Linked DNA regions of Mus musculus: region 2 is linked to region 1. Evidence: chromatin contacts called from public Micro-C data. All regions are on one chromosome and are shown on one strand. The core of a region is the stretch at or near the end of the contact, and the rest is flanking DNA. Distances in the headings are between cores, read along the strand shown. Region 1 holds the start of Dmrt3 (doublesex and mab-3 related transcription factor 3). Region 2 holds the start of Pax2 (paired box 2).

Evidence for each region. Hi-C and Micro-C count contacts between places; a contact is called where the count stands out from the background.
Region 2: a Micro-C map of embryonic stem cells shows a contact between it and region 1, with 15 times the contacts expected there. A contact is called at or near these places in 3 of 484 Hi-C or Micro-C datasets (all in embryonic stem cells) and 1 of 9 other capture datasets (embryonic tail).

The regions. Positions count from the first base shown.
Region 1 is chr19:25,607,620-25,613,126 of GRCm38.p6, reverse strand. It overlaps Dmrt3 (doublesex and mab-3 related transcription factor 3), which reads right to left and starts at 2,590. Exons shown (of 2, transcript NM_177360.3): 1 at 1,860-2,590. The coding sequence starts at 2,328.
Region 2 is chr19:44,754,629-44,760,135 of GRCm38.p6, reverse strand. Pax2 (paired box 2) reads right to left here and starts at 3,230. Exons shown (of 10, transcript NM_001368747.1): 1 at 2,700-3,230. The coding sequence starts at 2,742.

The sequences.
Region 1 (5,507 bases), core at 1,341-3,840:
TGAAATTCTTTGCCCCTTTTAATTCTCCTAAGGCTTGGGCCCTCCTGCCTCAACTTGGCCTCCTCAATGCCCTCATCCACCCCCTTTTCTCCTTGCTTTGGGTTTTGTTGGCTCTTTATACATTTTGGCTATGGAGAAGGACAACCCGTTGAGAACCACGCGATGCTAAAGGAGTCCCCTCTTGGACAGAGACCACAGAACTCAAGGTTAGTGCTCTTTAAGAGCTGCTGATAGGCAGCTGGGCACTGTAAAATAGCAAGTTGAATTTTTAACTCGACCTCTTCTTCTCTAGTCCAGGGGACTCCCAGAGCCAGGAAAACCAGGAACGGAAAATTAAAAGTGGGTAGCATGGAATTCTGGGACTAAGACCAAACACCCCTTCTTGTTCTCAGGACAAGCCCTCCTCCCACAATAGGCTCTAGTTTCTCTACTGTCAAATCCACAAATATAAGATGAGGGTCGTGGGGCGGTGCTTCTGAGACATGCTTATATGTTCCTTGTTAAATAGCCACAAAACCCAGCCAGCAAACTGCTTTCTGAACTTCAGGCCTACCGGGCACAATTGAGCCAGAAGGTAGGACAAACTGGCCAAGCTACCTACCACCTCACCACACACCAACAGTGAGTAGCCCCCCCAGACCCCCAGTTCAGCACAGTGCTCTGGGGTTCTCTGAAGAAGAGCAAGAGCTGTCATTGAGCAGCTGAGAAAGTAGAGACAGAGGCTCTAGCTACCAGAAAAACTACGGACCTTTCACTCCTAATTCCAGTACACCCCATTCCGAAGGAGATGGGCCTGTCTCCTTTGTACGTTTACCCAGTGAAGGGGAAACACCAAACTCCATTGAATTCCGGTTGCCAGGAGGCTGCGAGCGGCCAGGAGTAAAGCTAGAGGTTCCTCGGAGGAAAGAGAGGAAGAGGCTTAAAATAGGGGCAGCCGGACTCAGGGACTCAGGAAAGAGCCAGAAAGAGAGAACTAAGTAGAAACCGGGGTCTGCCCACTGTCAGGGCTCAGAACCCTGTTAACCCATCCCCAAAATCAGAGCATATCTGAACAGCGGGAAGCTAGATGGCCAGAAAGCCCCTCATTATTTCAGGCCAGGCCAACCCCGCAAAATCCTGGAAAGGCACTTGCTAGGTTTTCTCCACTGTAGGCCAAGTTTTGGTTTTAATTTCTTCACACCACAGCAGCCCGGGAAATGGCAATAAAGGACCAAAGAAGTAGTTCAGCAAAAGAGAGTTAAGTAGCTTCACTTTGGAGCCTTTTCCTTAGAGTTCTTAAAAGGCGCCTTTTTTTTTTTTTTTTTTTTCAAATTCTAAGTCTTGAGGCCTCTTAGCCTGGCTAAAAAAAACAAAACGACTCCTAGTTCCTTTAAGTAAGAGACAAAACGCCTGTTCCGGACCAAGCCAAGAATCACCTAGAAACAGCAAAGCACTGGGCCCTGACTGCTAGCCAGCACCTACTTACCCCCTCGCTCCAAGTGAGAGCCCCCACCCGTCTAAAACCCGCAGCCCGGATAACCCTCCTCATTGTGGTGTGTTTAAAGTCGGTCTTCCCCAAGACATCATTTTATTTTTAAAATTGACCTGCTATGTTCCCTTTCAACCCGGGGAAAGCCTCTGACGATAGGGACACAGCCAGGCGATCTGGTTGGCCCCTCTGGCGGGCTCCTGGGTTCCATCGGCTTCAGACTCTCGAGACCCCCTTTCCGGGAGAGTAAGAACCGGTGCCTGGTGGGGGTGGGGCAGGTCCAACCAGGTCCACTTCCCACAAACTTGTCTTCGGCCTTCCCCCACGATCCCGAAGAGCCCTCGAAGCTCCCTCATTCGGAGCGCGACCCCAGCGCCGCAGACGCTCTCACCTGGTTTAGCAAGCTGCGCTGGCAGCGTCCCGGGCTGGGGCTCCGCGACCCAGCGCAGCGCGGCGGCCGCGGCCAACTCCGCGGTGGGACGAGGCGGCGCGGGCGGCTGGGACGCTTGGGAGGCTGGCGACGACTGCGAGGCGGTAGCGGCGGTGGCCGCAGCGTCCCCCGGCGGCGGGGGCCCTGGCAGAGCCCGCAGCGAGTCCGGGATGAGGCTCTCCAGGCTCTCGTTGGCCTGCTGCCTGCGCAGCGCCACCTGCGCCGCCATCACCCGCTGCCGCTCGATGATCAGGATGCACTTCTCGCAGGTGCAGTCCTTGAAGCGACAGTAGCGCTTGTGGCCCTTGAGCCAGGACAGCACCCCGTGGTTCCGGCAGCGCGCGCACTTGGGCGTGCGCTGCAAGGGCGCCCGCGGCGGCTGCGACACCGGGCCGCCCATGTACAGGTAGGGGGAGCCGTAGCCGTTCATGCCCAGGGCTCCCCCCGGCCGGCGGCGGGAGCTGGAGCACAGAGCTCGGAGGCCCGCTCTCGGGAGGCCCCGGAAGGTCCGCGGCGGCCGGAGCTACGGCAGCAGTCTCCCCGGCTCCGATGGCGCTCGCAGCCCGCCGGTACCCACGCGTGCCGCCTCTCTGCCCGCCGCTCTCGGGGCGCAGGCTCCACCCGCAGGTCCTCCCACGCTGAGGCTCTCCAGCAGCTGCAAGGAGCCGGGGAGAGCTCTGATTACGGTCTGAGCCACTTCCTTCCCTGGTCCCTTCCTCGCAGACTGGACCCAGCACCTCCTCCGCCACCCTCCCCCCCCAGTCCCTCCTCCCTCCCGCCGCCACCCCCCCCCCAATCGGGGTCCCAGCCTCCTTGCGCTCCCCACGCGCTTTCCTCCTCCCTGGCAGGCACCCCTCGGGTTCCTGCACCTCACCTTCCCCGCCACCTGCAGCCTGGCCTCTCAGGCGGGGGCGCTCACAGCCCCCTCTGCCAAGCGCTCTGTTACCCCTTCCTGAGCCGGGAGGGACTGCGCCGCTGCGGTACCGCGGGAGCGCTGGGCGGACCGGGTGTGGGGCGGGGGACGATGGGGAGGGGGGTGGGTGTTTGTAAGCCAGCCGGCAGGCCTCTCCCCTACCCTCTCACGTCGCTCCAGCACTGGCCTCGAAGCACTGAGCCCTAGACCGCTTTCCTTCCCACCCTTGGCCTCAGCCATTCGGAGCTTGCGAGGGAATTGAGGGTACTCCGCAGGTCGGCCCCGGGAGAACCGGGTTTCAAGAACCGGAAAGTCTCCACCTGGCAAGAGGAATCAAAAGAGGGGTAGTAGTGATTCGGGAATTCTTCGCTTGGTTTTGCAATCTAGTTTCTTTTTCATTGCTACAGAAGAAAAATGAGTATTTTTTTTTTTAATCTGTCAGGCTTCAGGAAGACAACTCGTTTTATAGGGTAACTTCAATTTTCTACTTAACCTCCTCTTGTCTTTAAAATAAACAATCTCTGCCTTGAATGACCTCTCTGCCTTGGACTGCCAAGTGCTCTCTTGGATGTTTTTCTTAAGCACTGTTTAAACTTTCCGAGGGTGTAGGGAGAAGACACATTAGTGGCCCCAAAGTTACCTGGTATTTTGTTCACGCAAAGGCCACTGAATCAGCCAAGGTCCGGAATTGCCCAGTTCAAATCCCCACAGACGCTGTGTTTTACTTAAGAATAAGGAATAGACCCTACTCGTAACAATCTTTGCGTGACGATGAAGAGTCTCCTGTATAACCTTAGACTGCATAAGCCTTTTTTTTTTACAGCATAAATTTCGTTTATACTCTTTGCTTGTTTTCAGTATTGGTTTGTCCAATGTCGAGTATTACTACGTACGTGTAGAGAAGGCTGCCTTTTTTCACTCAACCAAGAAAACAACCGAACAAAAATCAAGGCATAAAGTAGGCTCAGGACCGCTTTAACAACTCAGTGGGAAGGAGCCAACGGAAGTCCCGGACGGTCTTTTAGCGGCCCCTGGGAACGTGCGCTCCGCTTCTTACTGTGTGGGTGAAAGTTAACGTAAACGGGTCTGCTGCGGTACCTGACTCCTGAACTGCACAGAGACCATAGTCTCTTTCTGGAGGTCGCTTTCCAGTGCCCAGCCCTACCGCCAGCCAAGGAAGAGAGCATCGCTGGCAATCTTGAGTTTGCTGTGAATTCTAGGACTGTGTCGTCCGAGGTTCAAGCAGCAAGCTCTCTGCCCAGAAGAGTGATTTGGAACCGGGAGAGAGCTTTGAACGCGGAATATAAATGTAGCTTTGTACCTTTTTTCCCCCTCGATGCCCTTAGCTACTCGGGTTTCAGGTGCGTGGAGGAGTTGATAGTTGTTCCGGGCTGACCTGCTGGGACTGGAAAGGAACCCCTTGCACACGAATGCTATCTCCAAGATAATTTCCCCAAAACTGCACGGAACCAGTACCCCTGGCTTTTGCCCTTTTCCCCCCACCCTTCTAACCTGGCCTCTTTCCACCCTTGGTCAGAAAAACAAGTTTCTAACTCTACAACTAGTAGGACTTTTGTAAATTGTGGAGACGGGGCACAAGGGTCACGCGTTGATCTTTGGGCCCCGAAACAGGGGGGAAAGGTACAGAAATCACTTTTTATGCTCTGCGAATGGCACGAATCTGGGAACTTGTACTGTTTCAATCTGAAATCTGTGCGTCTAAGAAAGACGAGGACCACGGACTTTTATCGAAGCTGAATTTCTCTTTAAATGGTCAGGGAAACAGATCAGGAAAATAAGAGTAACTAGTTTCTCTGGGGAAAGAGAGCAGCAGAGTTCTGCACCAGGTTTTTAGGGGACATTTTCATTCTCAAAGCAATCCCCTTTCCTTCCTGGGTCACCTAGCCACCCTATCCCAGTGCCACTCACACACTCTGGTATTATTTGGTACTGGGCCCCGTTTCACTCCAGTGCACATCGAGGGCCGAGATCTAAATACTCATTTGATATAGCGCGGTAATCCTTTTCTCATATTTGATGGGAATGTTTTCCATATCCCAGTATTTGACAACATCTCCCTATAGGGACAGGTTTGTATTTATGTTGGTAAAATGTCCCCTGCCTCAAAGTCTATTGTAACCCAACACCTGACAACCCCGAGTCCCATTTCTGTTTGCAGAAAGGGTTTATTCAAGCACATAATGGGATCCCAGCAGAAAGCCTTTCAGAACAAGGGGCTATGGTAAACTTCACCACATGAACTCCGTTTCCAGGGCTATTAAGCTTTTAATTGGAAAATAGCAGAGGAAATTTCAAGGTGACTATAACGTGTTAGCAGTTAGTTCAGAGAAGAAAAGCCCATGCGGGGATGAATGTAGAAAGCATATGGTCCGAATCACATTTAGGGGGCGCGGCCTGCTTCTACTAAGTCCCTGCAGCTTATGCATTTATGGGAAAAATCATCAAAGAAATTGGACAGGGAGGGGGAGGGTTACAAGTGAAAGTAACCTCACAGACGACACCCACTCCCAGCTCCTCTGAGTGGTGTGCTAGTGTTTTCAAACCACAATTCGCCCGGTAAGATATGGCAGGTATTAATACTCAAGTGGCTGAAACAACGTCGTGCTTGCTCCTTTTGGAACACGCTCAGCGTGAACAACGTGAACATCGGAAGCTCCGAAGGCCAGTGTTCGTGT
Region 2 (5,507 bases), core at 1,981-4,480, about 19 Mb before region 1:
TGGTGGATAAGGAGCGGCAGAAGAGGTGGTGGTTCGGGATCGGCTGCGCTCAGAGACCGCGAGGCGGCGAAGATTCTCGCTCTTCCCGGCAGCCGCTGAAAAACGCCGGCTGCTGGGGTTCGCTTGCCTTCCATGCTGCACAAGGCTAGCCTCTCCCCCCACAGTCTCCCCTGAAGGTGGCTTGGTAGGGACCGCACCTGCGGACTTAGGACTCCGGGACTCCGCATTGCCAGTCTAAGCCAGTTCGGGACCCTCTGACCTTTCTCAGACCTCGGCAGCTGCCTACCAAACCCAACAGTAAGGGCGGATGCTCTGGCGGCCAGAGCAGAGCTCCTGGTTTCCCGTCCAACTGGGCGAGGGCTCCCAACCTGGAAGCCAAGAAGGCCCCCGGGTGTCAGGCTCAAGGCCGCTGCCGGGTGCCCCATTTTCTACGGCCTAAAGCAGCCCAGAAATCCTGCACCTAGAGCGATTAACCTGCAGCCGCAATTACTCAGCAACCCAGCCGCAGAGGCTTCTAGCGGCAGAGTCAGGCCAGACAAGGTCTACAACCTGCAGCCACTGCTCCGTGGCCTCCAGCGAGTTTCGAAGAAAGCGGGCGCATCTCGTGCCCTCTTTAAATCTCTCCCATCTTTTTATAGGGAGATAAAAAACAAGCTTGGGAGAAGAAACCCCTGGACAGAGGCCTCTAATCCAGTGGTTCCGGGAGGCCAGAACCTCTTATCTTACAACCCCCATCCCTATGGTCTCCCCATCTTTGGTCCCACTCCCCCACCCCTCTGCTCCCTACAAACCCGGACCATCAATAATTTAGGCCCCGGGAGAACTCGCGTTACCGGTATGAAAAGGCGGCAGCTGCGGGCAGATTAAAGATGAATAATTCAGCCTCACCGGGCTCCGGGCCCGGCCCCTCTGCCCTAATCTATGGGGTGGGGATTGCAACCGGGCACCGCTGGAGTTCAGGGCGGATGGGCTGCGGAGGATCTGTGCGGAACCGGGCCTAGAATGCGCAACTGCCGCTGGCGCAAACCCGGGCTGTAGCTGCTCGTCTCGCCGGCCCGTGCAGAGCCTCTCTCCCTTCCTTCGACCACCTTCTGCTCGCTTTTCTCCCCTTTGGGTTTCGAAGAGGTTCCCCGTCACTGGCCCCGATTGATGGGTCCAGGAAGCAATCCTCAAAAACCCCCGAGTGCTGCAGAGGCAGCAGGGCTGAGGCAGAGACCGGCCGCCTGGATGAACCTGCTTCATTCCCTCCGAAAAAGAGCAAGGCTTCCCGGCCGGCTGAGAGATTCGCAGCGACCCGAAGTCTCGCGTTTGGGTTTCCTTTACCTAGAAATTATTTAGGGAACTATATTTTATTGCAGGTGTTTTTTTTTTTTTATAGTCCCGTGAAGCTCAATATGTGCTTAGGAAACAAACAAAACACGGCTCCCTCTTGGATCGCGTTTTAAAGCACAAATCAGGCTAGGTCTAAAAGTTACCTTGTGGAAAGTTACAAATTATCCTTAATTATTAATCTATAGATGGGGAGGGCTTTTCTACTTAGAATATTATTTATCTTTTTAAGCAAGGGGAGATACCTGACAAATAGTTTTCGGAGCTAAAGAGCCGTTATGAATTAGATGCATTCAAATATCATTATGATATTTCCTCTATTCCTATTTTCTTATTTCTCTTCCCCAACATCCTTTTAATTTTCTTTCCTTGATTTTCCCCCCTCTTGGTTTGATTTCTCCTTCCTTTCTCCTCAGCCTTGGCATTTGTCTTTCTTTTGTTCTTTCCCTCTGATTATATCCATTCTTGCTGACCCCCTGGCCAGGGCGCTGGCTGAATGGTCCTCAACAGTGAGTGGAGACAGGCAAGGAAGTCTCTCGAGTGTACAGCATCCAGGTGCTGGCCTGGATGGCTCTACCTCTCTCCCTGACTTTGATTTCTTCTCAAAATCCTTCATTGTTTTTTTTTTAGAATGATCACTTCCCTAGGCAAAGTTAAAAAAAAAAAAAAAAGTGACCGGCCACTCTCCTGTTCCTAGCTAAAAGGGAAGGGAAGGGGGGGGGGAAGAGGTGAGGGTGGGAGAAAGGGTGGGACGTAGCAAAGCAGCCCCCCAGGAAGCCTTAACTAAGCCGAAGGGAACAAGAGGCGCCGAGAGCTTAGGCTCAGAAGGGGGTCACACCCCCAGGATCTTAGGCATAATTGTCCTGACACCAAGGCTGCCCAAACTAGGAGCCTCCTCACGATTACCCACAACTCTAAGTTTGAGGAAGGTAAAGATGAGGGAGGAGAGAGAGAGAGAGAGAGAGAGAGAGAGAGAGAGAGAGAGAGAGAGAGAGAGAGAGAGAGAGAACAGCCTGAAAACTACTGCCAATTAGTCCTTTAGTCCAGGGCAAAGACTGACTAGGGGGTGGGTGGCTGGAACCTGGGCCCAGGGTTATGGATCCCGAGAGGTAAGGAGGAGCAGGTGGAAGGAGCCGAGGGAGGTGAGACACTAGTGAAGGTAGAAAGGCAGGCAGAACCGTGAGTATGGCGTGGCAAAAAGCAGAACGGTGGCTGAAGGCGTGAGAAACACTAGGTAAGAGAAAGGACGAAAGGAGGGAGCAGGGAAAGGCCAGTGTGGCCTCTAGGGTGAGACCTGAGCGCAGGGGGCCGGACCGCGCTGGGGCTACATGGGGTTGGAACCGAGACAGGAGCCGGGCGCCGGTACTCACGGTGCATCGCGGAGAAGGGGTCTGCTTTGCAGTGCATATCCATCGGGAGGCAGAGGAGCGGGAGCAACGCGGCCGCCGCCGCCGTGTCGCCTCTCAAACTCAACTTCAGGACTTGAGGAGAAAAGGAAGGGACGGTGGGGGAGGGAGAGTGAGCGGGCGCCCGACTGCTGGGGGGCAAGCGAGGGCGGGGGACGCCGCGCCGCGCTCCACGCCGGGACTCCTCCGGGCCCGCTGGGGTTTGCGACCGCAGAGGCTGCAACTTGCCACCGTTGGGGCACGCGGCTGGGCAGTCAGCAACGCAGCCCCGGGGCGACTGGCTGGACCAAGGGGCACTTGGGGCGCATGGCTCGCGCGCCAGCTGCGGCCAGAGCTGAGGCCGGGTAGGGAAGACGGCTCACTCAGCTCCCCTGGAACCCGGTTGTCCGAGAGGCTCTGAACCAAGAGAGCTCAGGGCGGGGGCGGCCCGAGGGCGCCAGGAGGGGAGCCGGGCCGCTCCAAGTGCCGGCGAGTTGGCGAAGTTGGCAGAGAAGTAGCAATCCCCGGGATGTCCAAGCGGGCGCCCGCGGGAGGGGAGCGTGCGAGCCGGCCCCCGCCCCCGGAAAAGGCAGGCGCACGCCGCGGCGACCGAAGGGCCAGGAGGGAGGGAGGCAGCCTAGGAGCCGAGCGGCGCCCGCAGCGCTGGGCTGGCCCCAGGTGGGTTGCGGCTGCAAGAAGACTCGGCCGGAGACTGGAGCCTGGGCTCCCGGTGTGTGTCTCTCTAAAAGCTGCAAAGCCCCCTCCAGACCCCCTCCTCCTCCCCGCGCCGGGAGATGGATGACTTGTCAGACAAAGGCAATAGATTCCACCACTCTGTGATTCGCCAGCGCCGGAGCCCCGAGCTTCGGCAAGGAGGGCCCCGCGCCTGTCACTCCGGTGCTGGCGAGGGGAGGGCCCGGGAGGGGGGGGAAACGGGAGGGAGCAGCGGGTGAAGGAAGAGGGAGGGTGAGGAGCGGGCCAGGGGGAGGAGGAATGGGAGCCCCGGATTAAAACTACACTGAGAAACGAAACTCGCCGAGAAGATAAACGTTAGATAAGGATAAAGAGCGGCCAGCCTAATGAATATTCAGGCAACCACAGAGGGCCTCCGAGCGCGCGGCACTCCGAAGCCAGGCTCTCAGTCCTAACTCGCCCAGCCCTGCCATCCACCGGCCAATGCCCGCAAATCCCAGACGCCCGCGAGTCCGCAGCCCCTGTCCTAACTCGGCTACCCTTGCGCTGAGTTCCTTTCCGTTTCTCCCTGTGTCTTCCTTCCTCTCTCCCTTTCCCTCTGGTCCTTCCCTTTCGCCTTTTCCTCCTGTGGTACCTTCCCATCCACGCACGCATGATTCTCATTCCGGGGCAAAGTGCCCAGCAGTTTGTCCCCTCCCGTCCCACACGCGGTGGCGCGCACCCCCTCCCCGGAGTCTGGGCAGTCCAGACGCCTGGTTTGGAATCAAGCTAGAGGCCTCTGGCTAGAACCCACCTGCCTTGGTGGGACCCAACGGATGGTAGGAGAGCCAGGGAACTTGGCACCTGGACCCTCGGGTAGCTAGGGAAGGGACTGTGCCGGGAGACGGTGCGCAGCGGCTTGTCCGCGGCAGTGACAGAGGATGCAGAAGCCCAAGGCGGGACCAAGGCGTTCTCTTTCCCCGGCTGGGGAGAAGAGGAGGCTATGAACGCGACTGAGCGCCGCCCGCCGCCAGCTCTGCAGATCCCGAGCGAGCGCAGCTGGCGCAGCACGCCGGCCTGGCCCGGCTCCTACCAGAGCCGCTGGCCCAGTCTCTGCAGCCTGGCCCGCACTCGCTCCCTTGTTCGCTGGGGTCTTCTCGCACGCACTAAGCGAGAGAAGCCCTTTGTCTCCTAACTGGTTAAGTACAGAATATCCAGGAGATCTTTATGAAATATTTTCCCTAGTCTCATAAATCATCTTGGCACTTCAGCTGATGTTTTAACTCACCCCCCCCCCCTTTTTCGCTCCCTCCTCCCAGGCTTCCCTGGGTCTGAAAAAGGGCGGCTCCAGGAAGCTCAAGCTGAGAAACACAGCTTTCTTGCCCGGCGGACCCAAGACTCCTTGGTGTTGTCTGCAGCTCCTGAAGCCCAGAGGAAGGGCAATGAGTGTAGACAGTGCCCCTGTCCCTATAGCCAAAAAGCCTCGGCAGTAGATGGGGTTGGGGGAAGCACCCACTAGACTCTCAGCCCGTCTCAGACTGACTCCTACCGGGCATTTAGAACCGCCCACATTCTGGGTGAGTTTCAGGCCAGGCTCAGCTACACCGGATTCTGAGCTTTCCATTCCAAGGGGAGCTGGGTCGGTTGGGATCTGGGCCTTTGCCCGGTCTCCTGGAAATTTCCGGCTAGATTAATCCAATTGCAGAGTAACTGCTGGAAAGTAAGAAACTAAAAAATAAAAATAAAAATAAACCACCTTTCCATCTGCCCACCACCACCCTGTCCCCCACTTCCTTTGGTCTGAGGACTAGGTTCCCGTGGGCAGGAAGAGTAGGAGGTTCAGGGGTCCTGCCAGGAAAACCAATGCCTTCCTCTCAAGGCCTGTAGATGGCGCTCCCGGGTTTGCTTTGGCCAAATCTCACAACCTCACAACCTCAGCAACACGCACTAACTTCTCATAGGGAACAGAAAAGAAGTGTGTGTGTGTGTGTGTGTGTGTGTGTGTGTGTGTGTGTGTGTGTGTGTGTGTGTGTGTGGAAACAGAGTTATTTCAGCCTAAAAGGGTCAGCTCCCATACTGGGGAGCCAGAAGCTCTAAGGTGGTAGTAACCGCAGTAGCCTT